Linked DNA regions of Mus musculus: region 1 is linked to region 2. Evidence: chromatin contacts called from public Micro-C data. All regions are on one chromosome and are shown on one strand. Each heading gives the region's core, a stretch centred on a gene start, on an enhancer-like site or on the middle of the called end of the contact. The rest is flanking DNA. Distances are from core to core; before and after follow the strand shown.

Region 1 (5,124 bases), core at 1,469-3,968, 260 kb after region 2:
AGAAGTTTAATAACTTGCTCAAGCCTACCCAGTTAAAAATGGTTCACACAAATATAAACTCTGGTAGTGTCAGCTTCTGGTTTTGCTCTTTTCCTTCCAAGTTTGGGTCTTAGATCTGAAGTTTGCAATTATGTCTCTGGGTAATTCACAAACCTGTGAAACCCATTTACTTTCCACAGACTAGTTTCTTACCCAAGTCTTAGAAATAATAGTTCCTATGGTTGTTCAAGTGACTCAGTACTCTTCAATCTGAGTAGTAAACATGCTGTGAGCAGGCTTCAATGTTCTTCCAGCAAAATACTGGAAAAAAAAAAAAACTGGCAAACTTAAGAAAAAATCCTGCACCCCAACCCATACCTGAAGGCACACATGGGAAGCTAGCAATGAGGTATTTTAAAAATAGCTATTTTAAAAATAGCTAATCTAAAACTTGCGTTTTTTCCAGTTCATTATTGTTTCTAATTTACAAAGAGATTTTAATCCCATTGACTTTGTCCTGATAAAGACCTTTGGGACAGTTTTGAGCTTTGATTCTGGTGTCACTCTCTTTCCAAACTGGCTCATCCAAAGAGATATCCATTTTGCTGAGACAGAGAAGATGAAGAGTGTTTTGAGCATGAAAGTTACTATTATATCTTTTTATCCTGTTAGGTAGGGTTATCTGCTCAGAACAGATGCCACCTGGTTGCAAAGTGGACACAGGTGAATGAACAAATCAATGAAAATGATAGTATTGACAGTAAATAAGATACTTTAAAACAAGGAATGGAGGCAGGGCGAATCAGGGAGTGGATTCAGATAGATTAAATACTTGTATTAAGGCAAAATGGGTTGGAGAAAACCCTCAAGTTGACATACAAACTCATATCCAGAGGTGAAAAATCACAGGAAAGGAGACCATATAGACTGGTGAGACTGAAGACAACAGATTAGGAAATATAGAGAGGAAGTAAACTGTTTTCTATGAATACATGGGAATCCAGTTTAAAATGAAAGCCAAAATATACAAGGAACAAGCCTTACATTTATCTCCACCCTTACCATATGTCTACAGAAAAGTTACTAAAAACATGTTTCTTTTGAATGAGTTATTGAGGTGTTTGACATAAAACAAATTAAAAACCTTTTCCCCAGACAAACGTAAAGATAATATAATTTGGTATACACATGCAGAAACAACACTTCTAAAAAATACTTAATAGATGTTGACAAAAAGCTACAGTTCGATAGAAGACACTAAACCAGCAGTTCTTAACTTCCTAATGCTGTGACTCTTTAATACAGTTCACCAGGTGACCCCCAATCAGAAAATGGTTTTTGTTGCTATTTCATAACTGTAATTTTGCTGCTATGAATCGTAATGTAAATGTGTTTGGAGATAGAAGTTTGTCCAACGGGTGTCCATCCACAGAATGAGAACTGCTGGACTACACACCAGTGGGACTTTCTTTTGAGAGGAAGCACGGGTTACTCAAGTTGTGGATTTGAGACCTGTCAGGTCTGCTGAGGATTTCTGCCCCGAAATGGTGCATTAGAAAGAATCTCTGTGGTGTTCTAGTTTGGTGAAAAGTTACAGAAGTTACATCAAATACATCTTTGGCCCAGATGATGAGCTAACTGAAAATCTTCCCTTGCTAGTTCACAGAATTAAATGGCAGATCTAAGCTAGGATATTAAAACAGCTGCCTCTAACAAGGTATGGGGTAAATCCATTCTTTCTCCAGCCTCTCACCTGTGGCTAGGGGTGTTGCCAAATTTACAATTGAATATTACAAAGCACAAGATGACAGCAGCTGATTTCCAATGGGTGAGATTATTCTAGATGTAAGAATACTACTTCATGCCATCCCAGGTTGGAATCGCAACTCCCAACTCTCCCTAACTAAACCATATACAGTGAAAGTGAAAAAAGGCTCTCAAGAAGGAAGGGAGGCCACTGCTGAAAAGTATTAAAGAGGGAGACACACATCCACGTGGGTATGTGGGCAAGCTGGAGGTTTCCGCAGGAGGATCTCCAAGGCCTGCAGGTAGAAAGGGGGGTCGGTGAAGCAGTAGCACTTTTCTCTTGAGTCCGCCTGCCCATTTGACTTTCTCATCTCACGGTTGGGGATACTGCCTCTGGTTCAACTCCAGGACAGGAGACACCAGCCAGGATCAGTGCAGTTGGGACCCATGTCAGCTCCCGGGAGGTGCATGGAGGGGAGGGGCAGGGGAGCTCAAAGCCCCTCTCCCACAGCCGCTTCCGGAAGTGTCTTCAGAGGTCAGAGCCCCCAGCCTCGGCTCGGTCTCCACGAGAAGTCCGAAGTGGCGGGAAGCCGGCACTCGAGAGGCCGCCCCGACGCGAGGGCGGCGGGAAAACCTGGCGGAGGATTCCGCTCGTCCGGCAGGACCCGGCTCGGCGTTTGGGAAGCAGAGGCCATGGCTCGCAGGTAGAAATGCCCGCGCGAAGCGGGTCCTGGCCACGAAGCGGGTGACCAGGGCCTCTGGGGGGGCCGTTTCCGTGCCCCTCCCGCGCCGCCGCAGGCCCGGCGATGGCGGCGACGGTTTCTTGGCTCCCCCGCCCCGGACGCCGATGGCGGTGCGTTCCGGCCCTCCCTCCCCCACGGCTTCGCCCCGCGGTCGCCAGAGCCGGTGAAGCCGGGAGGGCGGGGAGCGGCGGAGGGACGGCGAGAGGGCGGAGGTTGCGTGGTGCAGGCGGCGGCGGCGGCGGCGGGAGGAGGAGGGCCGGCAGGCGGGCAGGGGAGGAGGAGGAGGAGCGGGCGCCGTGTCGCACGCAGCTCCAGGCGGGGCAGCCCGGGCGCTGAGGGACGCGGCCAGACCTCGGCGGGCCCCGCGAGCACTACACGCCGTCGCCCGAGCGTCGGGGGGCGCCCGGAGATGCGGGTGAGTAGCGGCTCGGGCCGCGGTGGCGGGAGGCAGCGCAGGCCACGGCGGAGCCGCGGCGTCGCAGTGACTCGGGCCGCGGCGTCCGAGCCCGGGCTGCCGGCGAGGCCTGAGGCGCCGCGCCGCGGCTAGGCGGAATGGCGGCCGGGCCGGAGAAGTCGTGGGCGTAGGACGCCGAGGGCGGAGCGGAGCGGCCAGGCCCGGCCTGAGTCACCCGGCCGGCCAGGCTCGGCCTGGGCCGGGACTCGCAGGGCCAGGCCCTGGCTACGCACTGGGAAAAAGCCGGACTCACCGCGGCCTGTGGCGCCGACCTCGGCGCCTCACGCGCCACCCCTCCCTTCCCCTCGGCCCTGGGGGTTCCGCTTGGCCGGGGTGGCTCAGGGCCGGGGGACTCGTGCTCTCGGGGATCCGGGGGCACTCATTGTTGCGACGGTGCGGGGCATGATTATTGGGTAACAGTGGTGCCGGGCTCCGTTCTCTCTGGGAGCGTGGCCGAGCAAGGCGCGCCGGGATGCGGTGTGCTTTTCCAAAGGAACGGAGCCCCCGGGCGTCCGCCAGCTCTCCTCAGTCGAACTGGGCCCTCCCTGTGCGGCGGCCTCGGCGCGTCCCCGGTCCCGGCGGGAGCGCGCGCTCTGACCCCAAAGGTAACCCGGCACCGGGCCAGGAGGACTGAGTCGGGGGCTGTAGACTCTGCGGGCCTCTATTCTTAAATCCCGCGTGGCCCTGAGAACCCCCTCTTTCTGTCACCTGTGCACTGTGTTGTTACTCAGGAGATAACTAAGAAAGCAAGGAACACTTGCACTCTCATTCCTTGAGCCTAAGCCCCAAAGTTAAGGGAGCTAGGTATGCCAAAAAAGGAGGATTCCCCTTTTCTGAGAGGTCACTGTTGATACTTGTGGTTAGTTCACAGTCGTTGGGGGTTTGTGGGACGGGCACGCATGCCGAAATGCAGTCAAGTTGTTCAAGTGCTTTTAGTTGCCCTGTGTGTACTTGCTCTTTGCTGGAGTAGCATTAAAACAGCCAAAAGCTAAGAATGGAATAAATGATTACTGTTTTAGAAAGGCACTGGGGTGACAAAAGAGGAACTAAGCTCCTTTTACTTCAATTTTTAGGACCTAAACCTAACACTCTGAAGAAGCCAGTGTAGTTGAGGAAAATAAGGATATGAGGTCTTTCTTTGTTTGAGAAGGCTTTAAGATTTCTCTTTTTACTTAAAACTTGTATTTGTTGCTTCCCATAGTAAGTTGAAACAGTTATAGCTCATTTTAAATTCTGAGTATGCAACACAACACTGGCTTGTTTTATCTTCTATTCTGCCCATTTTTGGAGGTTTTGGGGAGCATTTACTAAGCCTTAAGCCTGGGAGAAAAGACCAAAGTGCTTTCTAAAAATGCTAACCTTTCTCTTTCCTCCCTGTTGGCATCATCTTTAAAAAACTGTTTTGCCCAAAAGACAACCAATTTTAGATAGGCTAGGGTGTTTGTAAGATACATCTTTCCTGAGTCTTATGGTCAGGCCCTGGAAGGTGTGGCCCAAATTCCTAGTATGTCACATACATCTGAAGTCTGAGCTAATTTGGCCAGGTGTCTTTAGATATTACATAGACTCTGTTGTTCAGGGAACTCCACCTTCTTGCGCTAATTAATTTTGTCAGTGCAGGCTTATTTCCCATACATGTGACTATGAAATCATTGAAGACACAGACTAAGTCCTTTACTTTGTAACCCTCAGATAACAGAACATGATCTTGCTGGTACCATGAATGATTTTTTTTTTCTTTTTTGGACTAATCCTAGGGTTTTACTACTCCCCTTCATTTTGGCTGCAGAAAACATAGTCACTGTTGCTGCTGAGCTTGTTAAAAGTGCAAGTTTACTATTATGTTGCATGCTTCCCTAGAGTGAAAACTGTTATTTTTCTTGTGTCCCCCTTCCACCTGCATAACTACATACTGTATCCTAGGGAAAAAATGGTTGAGGGTTTCTTTAGTTGTGGAAATCTAAACAGTTTGTAAAATTAAAATTAATCATTCTAATTTAAGGAGTCAGTATTTTTTTAAAAAACAAGTTTGTTTACCCCTTTGCCTTTGAAGTAAAGCCGGTTAGTATTTAAGGCTGTTACCTGCTGGGAAGATAGTCCAGCCCAGTTGTACCAAAAGTTTCTGTGGGAGGATAAGGGACCTTCATTTCAGCAAGGAAAATTATGTTTAAATGAACAAACCTTAAGTCAAACAATAGTTAC
Region 2 (5,586 bases), core at 2,885-5,384:
AGTAAGTTCAAGGCCAACCTGGGATACAAGAGACCAAGTCTCTAGTAAATAAAAAGCTAACAAATGGATGAATAATTATATGGATGAATAGATGGTATATTCTACACTCAGTATCTCTGATTGAATTCTAAGTATTACTTAAAATGGGATACCAGGAAAAGGGCAAGAATTTCAGACTTTATTAATACTTCATTATGGTAGAAGTAGGGCCTGCAGCAGAGCTGTGCCCTAGCATCCCAGGAGAGGGTGCCAGCAATAGCCCATGATTTCTAGGTATTTCCTCTGTGCCTACCCTAGCTTCTCTGGTCCATCTCTCAAACACAAACAGGCTGATGAAATCCCTTCAAACTCTGCCAATGCAAACTGTGGCTTAAAAAAATGGAAATGAGCTGAAACTGCACACTAATACCTGCAAGGACATTAAAGCTTTACACTCCTGTACAACATGAGGCCCAGCCAGCATCAGTATGCTTTCAATGACTTAATGGTAAATGTTGAACAAATTAGTGTCCCCTTAAGGTTGTCCTGGGGCACATGGAGTCACAGTCTTTAATTTTAATGAGACTCTTTTACACAATCTCTTATCGCCTCTTAACTGCCAGGAAAATGACCACCAGCTTAATGTTCAGCAAAATAGCTCACTTGGACCTCAAAGAAATTACCTTGAAATTATTACACTTAACCGTGGCCAATGCACCAGGGTTCATTTGAGAAGAGACGGCCACCTGGCAATGCCCGCAAAATGAGACGTCATTTCTTTGGGCTTTTCAGGTTAGGCTTTTGCTGGCTTTATCTGACTTGATGCATATTCTCTTTTGAATGTAAATATTTAAAATGCAGGTGATTTTGAGTCCCTTTCCTGATTAACAGGGCCAGGCAGCTTCCGTTGAGGAAGCTGTACCAGTGCTGGCAAGTTCTATGTCAACTTGACCCAAGCTAGTCATTTGGGAAGAGGGAACACCAAACAAATTTTTCTGTGTACAAGCCTGTGGGACATTTTCTTGACTGGTGTGGGAGGAGCCAGCTTCCTGTGGGCAGTGCCATCCCTGGGCTGATGGTCTTGATGCTGTAGGAAAGCAGGATGAACAAGGCATAAGCAGCTCTCCAGTAAGCAGCACTCCTCCATGGCCTCTATATCAGCTCCCACTTCCAGGTTCCAGCCTTGCTTGAGCTCCTGTCCTGGAGATGGACTATGTTCTGGACAGCTAAGTTGAAATAAGCCCCTTCCTCCCCAAGTTGCTATGGCATTGGGGTTTTATCACAGCACTGGAAATCTTAAGACAGTGCCCGCAGCTGCCCGGGCTGCCTCTATAGTCAGACATAACTGGCTAAGAAGGCCAATCCCACCCCCTTTGGCAATACTAGACTTTTCAAAGTAATACCAGGGGAGGGAAAATCTCACTATTCCACATCTGTTAAATAAAACCGTACAAGAAGAGCTTAGCACAAAGCCTTGGGTACCACAGTTGCTTAACACCTGCTCTTGTTTTTCTCTGCTGGTACCACAACACCCAGTAAAGCCCTCTAGAACCAGGCTCTCTACCAGACTAGGTTTATCACACTTTGCCAAATAAAGGCACAGCAGTCTGAGTTCAAATGAAAGACAGAATCCACAAGGCCAGCTAAACACAGGGTGTGAACATGGGAAGGAACTCTGGTAAAGGGAGAGTATAAGATTTAGACACCCCGAAGCTGAGAACGCATATCCCAGGGAGAACCGATGTGGAGAGTTTCCAAATGCTGAACGCTAGGGATAAAACTTTCTTCCTTAGGATTGCCACCTGGACCTAGAAAGTAAGTTGTCCCGGGGCAGAGTAGCTACTAGACAAGATTGCTTGGGGAAGGGAACACTTGCTCAGATTTGGAGTTGCACGGGGTCTTTTACGAACTTGAATTCAATTTCTTACTACATTGTACAATGCAGATTTATAGATTTAAAGCCACAGTCTTGTAGTCTGTACAGAGTCTGGCATCTGTGTGACTGGCTAAAGCAAAGGGCTCAAAGGCGCCACCTTCTGGAAGGATGCTCCCCTGCATCCCTACATCTACTCTATCTTCTGAATGACACAGTAGCCTCTTCTTGTGTCTGATACGAAAGCTAGTTCCCGTTTCTTGTTCAGCTTCCAAAAGCTGCCTCATTCCTCAACCCTTCCGAACCACATTATTCCTGGTGCTTTCTTTAATGTCTAGCACGGTCTCTGCCATCCATCCATAGCCATGAGGAAACCTGGTGTGACACTGTCCCACTGAGAAGTTCTTCATGCTTGGATAGGGACACCACCGTCTTGCGGCAAACCATCAGCAAGAGGTACTGTGAAGATGCACGTAAGAGCCGCCACTTCCCTTCTGAGCTGCCACAGCAACACCTCTTCACCAGCTCTGTGCCAGCCCTTCTACCGCCAGCTTCCTTCCCAGTCATGGAGCAGGGAGGAGGGTGAGAGGGCAGTGAGGGGAGAAAGCAGGAGTATGAAGTAGAGGGATTCTCACCCCTGGTGGGGAGAAGTGGGAAGAGTTCTCTTCTCTCCCAGCATGCCTTCCGCTGGTCTTCATTGAAGAATTCCCTCCTACCTTCCTCCATGACTGTGAAATGTCACATTTGCCACATTTTGCCTGCTGTAAACCACTCCCTAACAGAGTAGATAATGTGGACTGGAATGATCTGGTATTGCCCTGGGATGGCTGTCCCTTTTGTTGTAGCTATTGCTGTTTGCTTTTCTTTTAAGACGCTCACACTGTAATCCAGGCTGGTCTTGAACTCACCATGTATCCTAAGCTGATCTCAAACTCACAGCAATCCTCTGCTTCAGATTCTAGGACTCCAGGTATAAGCCACCATGCCTGGCTATTTTTTTTTAATTATTGCTTTATTAATGAATTAAAACTAGATATAGTTGTAGTATACTTTAGTTATGTAGTTCTCAACCTTCCTAATTTTGCAACACTTTAATGCAGCTCCTTATCTTGTGGTGACCCCTGACCACTAAGTTTTCTTGTTGCTACTTCCTAACTGTAATCCTACTACTGTTATGAATCATAAGGTACATATCTGGTATACAGAATATCTGATAAGCCACTCCAAAGAGGTCATGACCCAGAGGCTGAGAACCACTGCCTAGCTAGGTCACCATTAGTTGATTAAATCAACTTTTGAGGAAACCATTATTGTTTCAAAGCAGAGGGAATAAAATTTCATTTTTAAAAAAATGTGAATCTTAGCACCTTTATCCAAGCTACTGGCTTCATAGATATTGATGATAAATGCAGGGTTTTGTTTAGCCTTGAGCTCAGTACAAGTACTATAAAATGACTCTCATGAAAGCCAAGTCCATCTAGGCTGAACCCTTAGAAACAGCTGAGAAGAAGAGGGGGTTCCATGGTGTGCATTCAGAAGGTATCTTAGTACTAACTTCACTTCCACGACCATGACTTTGAGAGGATCACTGCCAAACGTCAACATGATTGTTCTGAGCACCTATCAGGTTCTGGGAATGGTATAGACCCTTTGTGCACATATTTTGTTCTCTTTCTCTGTGTGGAGGCCAAACACCAAAAATTGACATAGGTTCCTCCATCACTCGCCATCCTTTTTTTTTTTTTTTTTAAGGCAGGGTCTCTATTGAAGGAAGTATCTAAAAAATAGAGCCGGCTCGCTCCCGCGGTTGTGCCTGGCTGGCCATGCACTGGCGGTAAAAGGCCGACCTATTTCATCTCGTGGAGTCTCTCTGGCCTGGAGCTCCTGAAACGTCTCCATTCAGCTTGCTAGGTTCCCACTGTCAGGTCGCTATCATGCCAACCTCATGCTTCAAACCCCTCCACAGCCTTTGTGGTGCACATCTGGCAAACCCATGCTTTGCCGCTGTACCTCTCTCTCTTGAATCCAGCTGAGCCGCTGCCTAAAGGAAAACACAACACAAACTTAGCTCAGAAACTATGGTAACTCAATCTCTGGGTGCAACCACTAAAACCTAATCTTGTAAGCCTTATTAAAAACTGATTCTGCCATGACACAGGGAAACTCTAGCAGCTACATCTTACCCCTCCGCTGTCCGGTTCCAAAAGGGCCCTAACTCGCTCCTGCTTCCTCTCTGCCTCTCTCCAACCCAGAAGTCCCACCTACTCGCCCAGTGATTGGCTTTATTCGTTAGGTGATTGGCTCACAAGACCAGCAGCAGGCCCGTCCACACTAGGTCTCTTCCTGAACCTGGAGCTGCCTGGTTGACTAGACTGGCTGGTCAGAGACCTTCAGGGATCGGATCTTCCTATCTCTGTCACTGGTGCTAGGGTTACAGACAGGCATTAAACGCCTGGCTTTTACATGCCACTGAAAACCCTCATGCTTGTGTGGTAAATGTCTTATTGAACCATCTCCCCAGACCCTAAACACTAAAATTTGATATTTTTAAAGGCTGGACTTACTTGCTCTATAGAGCATGCATATAAACATTGGTATGTTGTGTTATATATCCAAAAACTGAATGATAATTATCCAGAAACTGACAAGTGATTCAATTATAAATTTATTATAGACAGAGAAAAAGTTTTACAATACACTGTGAAGTTAAAGGAAGGCAGGGCAGGACTGGAGAGATGGCTCAGTGACCAAGAGCACTGGCTGGTTTTTCAGAGGACCCAGGTTCAATTCCCAGGACCCACATGACAGCTCACAATCCTCTGACTTCATCCCTAGTGTATCTGATGCCCTCTTCCCACCTCTGTGGGCACTAAATGCACATGGCACACAGACATGCATGCAGGCAAAACACCCATACACATAAAATAAAATACTATTAGTTGGTTTCTACTCATTTCTGAATAAATGAAAAAATATAATTATCATTATCACCATATGCTATTTTTATAGAATGTTTACATTATTATTTTCCTGTGATGGATATGTATTGTTTTATCCATTTTTAAAGCATTAGAAAAATATGTTATAAGAAAAATTGAGTGAAATCCACTCTGTGTATATTAAATTAAGAGAATTTTTAATTTTTTTTTTAATCCTGGCTTTAAAAAAATGAAGCAGTTAATGGGTTTAACAAGGAAGTGTTGCAGTTACCCATGTATGCCATCAGAGGGCGCCAAAACTGCCCGCTGAAACTTAGCTGCAGAAATTAAGTAGCTCGATCCCAAGGCATTTCTAGCTTAAAACGGGCAAAAGTTTCTCTGAATAGAGTGTTTGTTAGTGATATATTTTAGTACACTTTTTCAATGTACAAAAAAAATTAACAGTGCCATTTCCCTAAAGGTCAGATTCTCAAAATTTCCGGAAATATGTAGACTCTTTAACACTTATCCCTGACTGTTCCATAATCTAAGTTACAGGGAAGGTTCCAGACAAACAGTAATAAGGAATGTCCGTGGTGCCCAATTGTGAATGGAGCGTACCAGTTTCCAGTGCAGTGCACTCTTCAGACAAGTCCGAGGTTCCCATGCGCTCGGGGAGGCTGAACCTGACATATGACCCCCCTGTCCCACGACCCTGAGCTGGAATGGAAGGTTCTTCCAAAAAAAGAGTGTGTCAGGCTCAGTATCCCTCATTACTAGGAGTCGTCTCTGGGGTCATACTTGGTAGATTCCAGG

What was found. Hi-C and Micro-C count contacts between places; a contact is called where the count stands out from the background.
Region 1: a contact with region 2 is called in a Micro-C map of embryonic stem cells, with 2.8 times the contacts expected there. The contact joins the promoter of Cul1 here to the enhancer-like site in region 2. A contact is called at or near these places in 1 of 39 promoter capture datasets (hippocampal neurons), 10 of 484 Hi-C or Micro-C datasets (the G1E-ER4 cell line, LSK cells, Sertoli cells and 3 more) and 11 of 115 datasets of contacts at active chromatin or transcription factors (astrocytes, cardiomyocytes, differentiating embryonic stem cells and 7 more).

The regions. Positions count from the first base shown.
Region 1 is chr6:47,451,601-47,456,724 of GRCm38.p6, forward strand. Cul1 (cullin 1) reads left to right here and starts at 2,719. Exons shown (of 22, transcript NM_012042.4): 1 at 2,719-2,883.
Region 2 is chr6:47,186,382-47,191,967 of GRCm38.p6, forward strand. All of the region lies in intron 20 of Cntnap2 (contactin associated protein-like 2), which reads left to right. It overlaps Gm35280 (a long non-coding RNA gene), which reads right to left. Exons shown (of 8, transcript XR_001785456.2): 8 at 5,003-5,586. Among named protein-coding and RNA genes, the nearest start is that of Gm35565, 38 kb to the right of the region's middle. Within about 2 kb of position 4,135, at least 14 of the 459 cell types and tissues checked have an H3K27ac peak or open chromatin away from gene starts, as enhancers often do. A contact at or near this core is called in the G1E-ER4 cell line, differentiating embryonic stem cells and embryonic stem cells, where this site is marked.